Regions from separate parts of the Lactuca sativa genome. Here region 1 is linked to region 2. The links are chromatin contacts, called in public Hi-C maps. All regions are on one chromosome and are shown on one strand. The core of a region is the stretch at or near the end of the contact, and the rest is flanking DNA. Distances in the headings are between cores, read along the strand shown.

Region 1 (6,464 bases), core at 1,901-4,400, 140 kb after region 2:
GCTCGTGTGTGATTATAAGATGTGTATGTGGGTATCCCTAGGCTGGGTTAGTGTCTAGTGGGTGATCGGACGTTACCAATCTGTCCCAAGGGCTCGATGAACTGAACATAGGGGATCAGGCGTAGCTAGTGTGTCCCAATGGGATTATGTTCAAGGGATTAGCCGATGTGTCCCAAGGGCTCGATGCGCTCAATAAGTGGGATCAGACATAGCTATGTGTCCCAATGGGTGTATGCTTGTTTCTGATTTGTTCTTTGACATGCATGTATGGTCGTGTGACTAATGTTGATACATGTGTGTTAGACATAGTTTGTATGATATGATATTGTGTATATATGAAATTCACTAAGCTTTGTGCTTAACCATTTTCCCTTAAAAATAATGTTTCAAGATTAGTAGGTACTCTGCATGGCAGGGCGTGATAGTACACATTGGATCGGGACGGATTTGTGGAGTTTTATGTTAAATTGGATTATGTTTTCTTTGATTTTGGAATTTATAACTGTCAAATGGTTTTTGAATTTACTTTGATATATCTTGAGGTTGTGGTTTTGATACTTCTTTCGAATAAAAGTTATGGTTTTTTATTATAGTTATGTTGTTTTAAAAAGTTCAAATTTATTATGATTATTATTATTTTCCGTATAAATTCAAACTTCTCAAATGTTTAGACCTTCGTATTTTTTTATAAGTAAACTCGTGTAATATACGAGTGTTACACTAATTTGTTATAATAGTTATGTAATTCAAGATCAGGGAACTAGCCATGCTTAAGTTGGTTAAAATTTTCTTGTATGAGGAAAATTTCTAGGAGGAACACATGCAACTTCAGCCATGGTGGAATGGGCATTTGAAAAATCAAAAGATAATGAAAAAAGTGCAACATGAATTCATATATTGTCAATTATGTCGTTCTTAATTTAGGCATGCAAATTTGGGTCTCATGTTACAACAATCGGTATCAAGGTCCTACCTTGAAGATATGTGCAATTTGTTCGAAGATAGATCTTGATTTGACAAATTCATACATGATCAAATTTTGAACACACATTAAATTTTGATCCGAAGAAATATTTCATGAGATCCTGTGATCTTTCATGAACCGATAATTCATAGTGGTCAAAGTTTTGTTGTTGATTTAATTGAGGTTCCCTATAAGTTGAACGCAAGCTCTTCGGATTCAAGGTAAAAAGAAAACAATGAGGCAGTGCTGATCCGAATCCATGCAAATGATTGGTGAGTCAATGAAATTTGATTGAGAGTCTAAGTCAAAATTGGTGTTTAAGGGTATATGTGCTTCCAAGTGCTTTATGTGTGGTTCGTATTCAGTGTTGCATTTAATTGTGGATGTGGTTCGTATAATTGAAGAATGTTGGTCCAAGTATGTATTTTAACGACCAAGTCAGTATATGTGAAGGAAACAATGATTTTGAAGCTCCAATTTGAACGAAAGATTAGATGTTTGGAATGAAAGGTAATTATGTTTTGATTTTTTTTACTGAAATCTCGATTATCATTATTAGTGTTTTAACTATTTTAACATGTTTATATTTATTTTTATTGTTTGGTAGGCAATGAAGAGTTGTGTTTACAAGAACTCACTAGTCACTAGTAATATTATCTTATTATGTAATTGGATAGAAAGGATAAACAAAGACATACGTTTGAACGATTTTCTTTTTTGATGTTATAGGTTTGAAAACTCTTATTTTGTTTTTGAGCTTAGTTATATATGCGATTCTTATGTGTGGGACACATTTGTACCATTAAGTAAACAGATTATTATTTTATATTAGTCGTGTTTTGTGTGATTTAGTTGAATTGTTTTCATGTTAGTAAAAAGATAACATAGTCGGGTTATGAAAAAAACATGATTATGCTTGTTTATCGTTTTGAAAGAAAAAAACATGATTCTTCAAATGTCAGTTAATTTCTAAAATCAAACTACATAATATTCACAAATTATCATTAATCAATTAAATCACTACCATCAATTTCCCTTGGCATAGACGTTGTAAATGCTCAAAGCATTTGAACACAACTTCCTGACGTTTTCATTCTTTTTAGCCACCTCCTCTACTTGACGAGTCTTCTTCCCAGCGCTAATGCTCTTTCCACACGTCTCTGCCGTCGTCATTGCAGCCAGAATCTGAACCCCCACGTCCAACTGATTAGGCCCTGTCAACAATGCACTGGTCGCATCCGCCAGCATGTCCACGATGCTTGAGTAGCTCTGGCTACAATCTGCCAACGTTTCCTCTTCTATCGTATCCTCCACAACGTCCTTCTCCTCTTCCTTTTGCCTCGTAATCTTTATCAACTCAGCTGTGGCCACCGCTTCACGCGATGCAGTCTGGAGTGCCACGAAGGTCGCCTGTTTCAAGCTCTTAATGTCGCCGATGGATTGAGTTTTGAGGACCGAAATGCAGAAGTCTTTCTCCATAGATGGTTCGCATGCCTTCGCAATCACGTCTGGACTCACGGTTCGAGTTTCGTTTTCGATTGGGTGCATCACTGGATGAAGCCTCGCATACGCCCCAAGGAAGAGCGAAAAGAACACGAAGAAACATGTTGATGGACCCATGATGATTGGTTTGTTAAGAATTATGACTGTGGTACGGAAATTATTCTTGTTATAAGAATGAAGCTAAAATTACGGGGAGAATCTGGAAATTACTAAACATAAGGGACTGGTATCGGGTGTAAGTAGATGAACGACCTCCCATTGCGAGGAACATACGCCTAATGACCCGGTAATGTTTAGTGGTATGCGATAAGTACAACAATAGACCCTATACTTTCGCTTAAGTTGCATATTAATCCTATCTAAACTATTTAATTACTATTTACTTGATATTATCTAAGGTCAGCTAAATCTTTACATGTGATTTAATTAAGTTCAATTAAGTCTTTACATGTGATATATGGATCGAATTTGTATTAAGATTGTATTATAATCATAAAGTAAAGTTAGTGTTGTCTATTAGGCCAAAAAGCTTCTTTTCCACATTATTTTCGACAACGTTTTGTTGTTTTCGTTTTTTTGGTTGATTGGTTTATGTGGTTGCAACTTCTTCTTTCTCTGCTATTCTCTAAATAAATTATGTTGTTGAAAAAAGTAAATTTAAAAAGTAGGAAAGACTTTTTTAATTGTCAACTAATAAACATACATTTTGACCTTCACAAGTCAAACTCCAACTTATGATTTTGTTCCAAATTCATTAAAAGACACGTTTCTTTTTGCAAATTCAATACCCACTTCCATTTTTAGCTATAACCTTTATAATTTCAAAGATTTACATCAATCTTGAATTCTAATTCCATCATCTAATAGAATCATCTTTCTATTTAATATTTATATTTGTAGGTCGTACTCGAAAGCTTTCTTACCCATTACCAACAAGAACAACAAAAATCCAGAAAATCAAGATTTGAACCTTTTGCTACTACACCTTTCTTCAAAGAAACATATGGTGATCTTGAACCAAACATAAGTTTTACACTTACAAATCCCAGAAGTTTAGACACTGAATGAAACAGATCTTTACATCTTTCTGAATCCAACACATCACAGTTTGAGGTTACTTGATAATTAATCTCAAGTATGCTATATTTGATGTATAGTGTTCATTGTTAGCGGATTCCGAGGTTGTTTTACTTAGGAAAATTGTTAGAACTATTATTTATTTCTAAAATTGGGGGTTAAGTTTATGTTAATGTTGGTTTTCTTTTAAGTTTTAACCATAGCTGTTAAAAGGGTAGGATTTATATCAACTCCAGTGTATGATAATGGAAGATGATAATTGGTGGTTTTTTATTGTTGTTTTAAGTGTTATGTATCCTATGGATTTGAGTTTCTTTAAAGGAGAATTGTTAATGGTGACTCTTATATTAAGAGTTTCTTAAATTTAGCCTTTTATGTAAATGCAAAAAATAATACTTCTATTGATTTTCTTATTATAACATCCTATTTTTGTTTCTTTCTAACCAGCTCGGCTGTCAAATGAAATCCAATTTATAAATTTAAGCTCCTTGCTTGATTTTACTTTTTTTATTTAATTTTATTTAAAATAAACACCCGTGCTCATGTTTAATAGAAAAGAAGTGAAGATAGGATTTTGATTTTTGAATATATAAAGCAAATTGGCGCGCTATTTGGGCCACAAGCAGTAGGGCTGCATCATGGGAGACGAGCGCAGATCCACCATCTTCTTCACCGAGCAACACCTTTCCTACGCCGATATCCTTCCACCTCTTGAGGTACTTCTTCTTCTTCTTCTTCTTCTTTCCAATTCAATGAATTCTAGTTCATAATTTTCAAAGACGTTTCAATAATGTTCGGAACCAAATCATCAGGTCCGAGCTAGAATCGAAATAGCCGTCCTGAATTTCCTCGAGGATTTGAACTCTTCAACTCCAGCCATCTCAAACCTCCCTATGGTCCGAATTCCTCACCATTTGAGTTTGATTATTAATGTCGATCTGTTTCGATGTTTTTTTTTTCTTTCAATAAGCAATATGATCCTGTATCGTGCGTCGGAGATTTAAGCTATGAATGTTACAACTCAGCTACAAGTTTACCACAGAATCGTAATTACATTTTGAATATAAGGTTGAAACAAATAAGGCGTATTCATGTTTATGAGCACCAATGGAAACTATATGCTAATTGTGGTTTCGATTTCCTCAACATGTATCGACAAAACTGATAGGAATTGGATCGACTTAGGAAATTCGAATTGCTCGTGAAAGCCTATGTATTGTTATACAGTACAAATGAGCAATGATTATTGGGAACCATTTTAATTCTTCTTTTTCTTTTTGCTCAATTGGCGAATGATCAATTGATGCTGCGAATGAAACAGATCAACCGTAAATCAAGTAATAGCAGAGTGAATCAGAGTCTATTAACCGAAACTTCATGGATCTTTCTGTCACGTTCATTCTGCACAAAATCATTGACGAGAGAGAATTCTGCTAAAGCCTTCATAAGAGGTACTTATTATATGATCCGACACTATAAAACCAACACAATTTCCTTATTCTTATGCATTACTTTATCCACCTTATGCAAATCAGTGTGGAAAGTGATGGAGATGTGTTACAGCATTTTACTTCTGGAAAAGAGAGTAACTCAAAGAGAACTATTTTACAAGTTGCTTTGTTCATCACCAGATTATTTCACTACTCAACTACAAGTCAATCAAACTATCCAAGGTTAAAATTCACCATTTGATATTACATTTCTGTTTATTTTCTTTTCTTTCATATATTTATGCAACACAGATGTGGTAGCATTGCTGAGATGTAGTCGTTATAGTCTTGGAATCATGGCATCTAGTAGAGGATCAATAGCAGGTCGATTATTGTTACAAGGGCCTGATCAAGAAACTGTTGACTGCACTAAATGTGGGTCTTCTGGTTATGCCATTTCTGGTGACTTGAACATTTTAGAAAAACTGGTGATGAAGACAGATGCAAATTATATAATTGTGATTGAGAAGGTACTATGTTTGATTAAATCTTTTTCTCCTTTATTATCAAAATATTAAATATGTTTGTGTTTAGCATGCGATATTTCAGAGGTTGGCTGAGGATAAAGTGTTCAATCAAATTCCATGCATTCTTATCACTGCAAAAGGATACCCTGATCTTGCTACAAGGTAGATTTTCATTTGAGTAAATCAGATTTTTGGTATGTAAGTAATAAGTATAGTTCATTTTTTCCAATTTGTGTCCCAAAGAGTTTTCTGTTAAAGAATTTATATTTTGGACAAAAAATTGTAAAAATCAGCTATACTCAAGGACCAAAAGTGTAATTACTCTTTCTAATTTGTGATAGTTGATTGAAATCATAGTTTCTTGGATTGCTCAAATAGGTTTCTTCTTCATCGCATGAGTCGGGCTTTCCCTGAAATGCCAATTTTTGGATTAGTTGATTGGTAAGAACAAAAGATTTCTATTTGGATTTTTTTTTTCTTTTCGATATTTTGATGTCTAGAAATTAGAATCATAATCACTTATATGATTGAAACCTAAAATTTTTTGATGTTTTTTTTTTATTTTTTTTATTTTAGGAACCCTGCTGGATTGGCTATTCTTTGCACCTTCAAATATGGAAGTATTGGAATGGGCCTGGAAGCATACAGATATGGTATTACTATTATTATTATTATTATTATTATTATTATTATTATTATTATTCAACGAGGGTTATTTGGATAAAATGTTCCCTCAATAATATTTCAAGTAAATTACATTTTTGTTCATGAGTTCAGTCTTTTTTCAGTTTTGGTCCTTAAGAGGATTGATTGGTGGATTTGGTCATTATTTATTCAATGAGTAGTTAAATTTAACAATTTAGGGACCAAAATTGTTATTAAACATTAAAATATGGACTAGTTTTGCAAACTGATAACCTTAAGAAGCAAACGAAAAAAGTGCTAAACTCAAAGGATCAAAAA
Region 2 (6,414 bases), core at 754-3,253:
TACTATATAAAATTTTGATTCCATTGGCTTACCATATCACGATTCATGTTGCTTCACATTTAAATTTTTGCTTAAATTTGTTGTCATTAATCTGTTTTGATTAAGAAATAAGCAACCTGTAGAGTAATAAACGCCGATAAAAAAAGTAATTGGTCCTTTAAAAACTTGAAGCATGACAGTTAATTATTGGAGCAATAATATCTTTTTGTTGTTACCGAAATCCAAATTTATTAGTTAGAACCTAATAAAGAGGAATTCACATCGTAACAAAACTTTATATACCTATTATACACAATACACAATGTTGTTGTCCTTGAAAATTAAAACATCTCATTAAATCTTGTTTTAATAGGTTCAATATATTTAAGTTTCTCTTGAGGGACAACGTTTTATGGTATCGGGGTATATACACATTATATCGTCGCAAACATGCTTATATTTTATTTTAATTTTTCCAATGAAGTAATTATTCGACGCATTATAAAAGAAAATTATAAGTTAAAAGCGGTAATTATGTAATTTAAAATTGTATAAATATTGAGGGGGTGTTTGGCTTAGCTTTTTAAGGACCAAAAGTCCTTTTTGGAAAAATTGCAAAAAGTCAGGTTTTCCTGATTTTTCCAAAAAGTTGATTTTACTTCTATCAAAAATCAAAAAATAGGTTTTAAAATTAGTTTGCCAAACATCTTTTGGCTTCTCAAAAGCTAAGCCAAACACCCCCTGAGTCTCGCTTGCGGATGTCCACATAATTTAAACAGGATTGCACGATCCTTCAATAGCCGCAGATTTAGCCAATAAGATGTAATGACAAGAAACACATAGGTGAAAGTATGAAGTTGTTTAAACATCACATGATTAAATTTACTTTATATTCTAATTTTTGAAAATTCTAAATCATTTTATTTTTTGTCATTTCTCACCTTTTAATTCATATAGTGGTTGAAGAACACGTCTAATGAACTTTATCGAGTGTGGATTATCGAAATGGTCAAAGTTTCAGTAGTAGTTGAAAGTGGTAATTTTGTAAAAGTTTAGAGACTTATTATGTTGAAAAGTTTAACCACTAATTCACTAAATGGTATAATATTTAAACCATAAAATAACAAAAATATAATTTCTTTTATATAATACTCCAAAAAATATTTTTTTTGAAAAAACAAGAAAATCATTAGAAATACATGTGAAGAAGAAATCCTAAAAAGAAACATGCCTTTTGCAATTTTGACCGACAATCCCCCGACTCGTTATGTTAACGGCAAAGGAACAGTTCATTGTTACCGTTGCTTTTTTCTTAATGATGTTCAGTATCTTAACCCTTCCCTTAATCTTTGTATAACTTTCCACCGGAAGTATCCCCGTCGACAAATCACTTCCAAACTGTTGGTTTCCGGTGATTTCCGCCACCGCCACTTCAAACGTCAAGTTCAATCTCATCGTCCTCCTTGCCTTAGCCACCCCTCCGGGAACGTCCGCCACTCCGATCACCGTCTGATGGTACAAAAGACTCGAATTTGACCTTTTAAACTTAAATGCCGCCACGTTATTGTTCTTCACGGAGACGTCTGCCACCACAGTCAGATTGGCTTTACCAGTGAGTAGATCTGTTGAGTTGACTCGGTCAAATCCGATGATCGTTGCTGAGTTCATGGTGATTTGTGGGTTTTTGACGTGGAGGACTGTGAGGCCTAGGACTAACAGAACCACCGCGATGATGAGTACGACGGCGGTGATGATACCGCAGTAGATGGTGCATTTGCGGAAGCCTTGGCTTTGCTTATTTGATGTGGTGGACGAGGCTTCGTCTACGGTGGCGGTAGGCAGATGACGGATCTCAGGCGCCGGAGATAAAGGCTTCTCTTGATCGTCGTCCGTCATCAGTTTTTGATTTGGCTGAGACATGATTGAGATTGATCCATGGCAGGCCAATTAATGGTGGGTGGGGCTCATTTTATTTGTCCAACTTTGATTCGTTGACTAAGAATTTGGATTTGATCGTTGACATAGAATTTGGAAGACCAGGAAGCCCAAACGCTATAAATTTCCTTGGCAATTACAAGATTAATGACCATTTAATATAGAAAAAAAAAAGGATAAAATTATATAAATGGTGTCTTTTGTTTTTTAGATTCTCAATTTTCTTCTCATTTTTTTTCTTTTATAAATAGTTTTGGTAAAATAACTTGTTAGGATAATTATCTTTTCGTTTCGTTCAGGTTTAGACATATATATATATATATATATATATATATATATATATATATATAATTTGTTAAATATGTTTATATATTATCATTGTTATCTGCATAGTGACAATGATAATATATAAACACATTTAACAAGTTAAATGATTAAATGTGAGCAATTTCTTTTATAAATTTTATAATTTTTTTTTTAATAATTTCTTACAATATTTTCTAATACAATGTTTTAAACTTTGTTTATAAATTGTTTTTGACTTATTTCTATATTTTCATATAAATTTAATACAAATATTTTTCAACCAAATATTTTATAAATGTTTTAAATTTTTATTACAAGTTTTCAGCTTTTAAATTTTTTTTTTTTAATTTTCATACAACTTTTTATAACTCTCATACAATTATTTCTAAGCTTTCTTTTACAACATTTTAAAGTGTTTCACATATTTTGTATGACAATTTAATATTTTTTAATAACATTTAAAAATATTTTCCTTAAATACTAGTTTAAAACGTTGTATTAAAAAAATAAAAAAAATAAACTTTTAATTAATAAGTATTAAAAAGTTGTAATAATTTTAAAACATTTACATTATATAAATTTTGTTTTGTTTTGTTTTGTTTTGTTTTGCTACGTAATATTTTATTTTTATTTTTTTAGAAGACTCTTCATACTTATTGTTACATATTTAATTTATTTAATTTTATTGTTAGATATTATTTACTTTAAAACTATTATACATACTTAAATACAAAAGAAAAAATATATATAATAGACTATATAAAATATTTCAAAAAAAAAAAAAAACAAAAACATATTTATTAATTCAAAAGTAAGGTTTAGAATTGATCAATATTTAATTAGTATTTAGGACGTTATTGATACTTTAAAAATAACGTCCGAAAAAAATAATACAAACATATATGAAAAAGAAAATCGTTATTAAAAATGGAAAAATGACTTATGAGGGTAATTAACTTTTCATTTTTTTTTTCACATTTAGACAATTTCTGTTTTTTGTACACATTTGACCATTTAACTTGTTAATGTGTTTGCATGTTACCATTGTCACCTATTATAGTCAGTGATAATGATAATATGTGAACACATATAACAAGTTAAATGGTCAGATGTGTACAAAAAAAGTTGCCTAATTGTGAACAAAGCGACAAAGATTATTACCCTAGTAAACAATAGTTTTTGTGGTTTCAAATTTTAATCAAGTTTGTTATTGTTGTTTCCGTTTGTTATAAATTTCATCTAAAATTACAATTTTACATTTCAATTAATTTTTTATTAATTAGTTTAGATCTAATAAATATATATGAGAAATATGTAGAAAAATTTCAATGTTTTGGGTCAGTTTATAATTTAACTAAGCGAATCCTCGCGCGTTGCGCGAGAGTAGAATTACATAGTTTAAATAATAACTTTTACCAAATTATTATTTAATATTTCTACTTTGAAAAAAAATGCTAGTAGTAAAGCAAACATATAGTTACCATATTAGTTTTATTAAACATTATAGTTTAATTTTTAAGTCATTGTGATATATACAACTATTTTATAAATTTATAAACCGTTTAAAATTGTGTAAATTATATATCAAATTAATGATAATATAACGGGTAACAAAACGTATGAACAAAAATATGAACTACAACTTTTAAAAACATAAAAATAGAAAAACATATATTATAACATTTGTATTAATATATATATATATATATATATATATATATATATATATATATATACACACACACACACACAACGAATAATAAAAAATATGAAAAATAAACATTATAATTTTTAATAACATAAAAACACTAAAACATCTATTATAACATTTATATTAACTCTTCATATTTAAATCACAAATCTCTTCAAATACATTAATGTTTTTAATGAGCAAAAACTTTACAACCTTATAAAAGAAAGGAAAATAAAAAGTTATTAGTGATTACTAATTAATAATCATAAGTTAAAAACTCTTGAGTTGTAACTAATAAATATACATAAATTAGAAAACTCTTGAGTTATAGTGTGAGTTTCAAATGAATGCGATACTTGGAAATGTGTATTTATTATTATTATTATTATTATTATTAATATTATTATTATTATTATTATTATTATTATTATTATTATTATTATTATATTCGTCTAAATAATTGGTTTTGATGCATCATTTTAATCCATTTAATTTAAACATAAAGATATTTAATTATAAATTTATAACATACATAGGTGCATATACATGTTAAACAAATCACATATTATATATATATATATATATATATATATATATATATATATATATATATATATATATATTTTCGTAAATGTCATATGTAATTCTTGTCGTAGTAATATAGATAAATTACTTTCATATGAAGAACATATCATGATAAGTCTATCATAATTACATATCAAATGTTAATATATTGTGTAGGATAACCCAACAAAAAATAATGGAAAATAAACATAATCAGAATAGAAAAACTACAATCAAATAAATAAGAGCATTGGGTGGTTGAATATATAAATAAAGATGTTACATAAACATACATTTAAATCAAAAGAAAAAACTAATATTCATCAACTTTGCTCAAACAAAAAAAAATCTATATCTGTTTTCTGAATCTTCTTTCTTCATTTAACACCATTCAACCATAGAAATTTGATGACAATTCTTCACTAACCTGCAATCAAAATATTTTTCTTGAAAAAGAAGAATCAGAAAGATATTCCAAGCAAAACATTGATGTTTGGAGAGTCACATTCAAGATTGAGTAATACATACAAATCACATATAACGATTAAATGAGAAACTGGATATAAAGAAAGAATATAAAAGTTTCATTTGTTTTGGTTGAAAGATATTCCAAGCAAAATATTGATGTTATGACATCCTTCTTACATGTAAGATTTTATATAACACAAAGACATAAAAGATTGACCTTTTTATAATAAACTTTTCACTAAATGCTAATTAAACATAATATAAGTTATAAAACTTTTGAGTGTTAAATCATAATTGAGAAAACTTTTGAGTTGCATTAGTTAAAAAAAGGGGTTTCAAATGAATGTGGTTTGAGGAAGTTAAAAAATGGGGGTTTCGAATGCATGAGATTCAAGAAAAAATGTCAGCTTTATAAGTATGTATGATTTTGAATTAAATTTCATCAACAAAAAGGACATAAAATGATTTTTGTAATAATTTTAACAATTTTTTACCTTTTCAGCATGTAACCTGGTTACTTGCTGAGATGGACTTTTGGATTGGCATGGTAGCAAATGTGTCATTTCCTTCTTTTACAAATATTTAGACAAATCGGCAAAAGGGTGTTAACGATTTACACCCCCGAAATAAATGGCCCTTGTGACTAGAACCTCGTTAGGATTAAAAACATTTAAGATCGTTTAGATTCAAAACAAGTAAAAGCAAGAACAAAAGAATGATTCAAATATTGCTGAATGATTAAGAACTCAATAAAGAATTGCTACTGTAGAGGCGTTATTAGGGTTTACGGAATAATATCAGTGTTCACTCAAATACAATGCATGCATGCATCTTAAATACTTAAACCCTAGAAATAAATACGAGTGGACATACCCAACTCGTTTACAAAATAAACTAAATCAAGAAGGCCCAAAGACACAACACTATAATCCCAACAATCTCCCCCTTTACGTCATTTGAGGCGAGGAAACTTCAATTCTTGATTCGCTTCTGAACTTCAAATACCTTCAGAATTATGTTTAGCAATGCCTTGCCAACCTGGATATACCAACAGATCATATCCGAAAAACATTTCTTATCACCAACACCGTTGCCTCTGAATTTATTTGTCATAGTCAGAACATGCTCGAGACAAGAGGTAGAGTACATGTGTTTATCATCAAGGAAGAAGCACGCCTTGTGATAATTAGAGTCATTTCGTTCTCGTGCCTGGAAAACCATATACCATCCTTCCTTGTAGATCTATCAAAGTTTCAGCTTCTCAAGATCTTTAAGACACTCTTTGGGAATTGTAGAAGGCTTCTTTCCAAGAACAAAAGCAATCTCAACATCCATGGTTCCCACCTCTTGAATATACGAAATTATCATCAGCTTAAGATAACTGACAACAGGTTCGTACTTCTGTTCTTCTCGCATCAAAAAATTGTAGAGCGTGATCTAGTCGTAAGGATCGATATATGGCAAGTCTG

The links. Hi-C and Micro-C count contacts between places; a contact is called where the count stands out from the background.
Region 1: a Hi-C map of leaf shows a contact between it and region 2, with 5 times the contacts expected there. The contact joins the promoter of LOC111900987 here to the promoter of LOC111900982 in region 2. A contact is called at or near these places in 2 of 4 Hi-C or Micro-C datasets (both in leaf).

Annotation. Positions count from the first base shown.
Region 1 is chr6:7,313,592-7,320,055 of Lsat_Salinas_v11, forward strand. LOC111900987 (meiotic recombination protein SPO11-2) reads left to right here and starts at 3,151. Exons shown (of 10, transcript XM_023896855.3): 1 at 3,151-4,260; 2 at 4,357-4,440; 3 at 4,866-4,995; 4 at 5,080-5,217; 5 at 5,287-5,504; 6 at 5,569-5,663; 7 at 5,880-5,942; 8 at 6,078-6,154. The coding sequence starts at 4,183. It overlaps LOC111900986, which reads right to left and starts at 2,584. Exons shown (of 1, transcript XM_023896854.2): 1 at 1,991-2,584. The coding sequence starts at 2,584. The coding sequence ends at 1,991.
Region 2 is chr6:7,175,106-7,181,519 of Lsat_Salinas_v11, forward strand. It overlaps LOC111900982, which reads right to left and starts at 2,004. Exons shown (of 1, transcript XM_023896849.3): 1 at 1,101-2,004. The coding sequence starts at 1,899. The coding sequence ends at 1,195.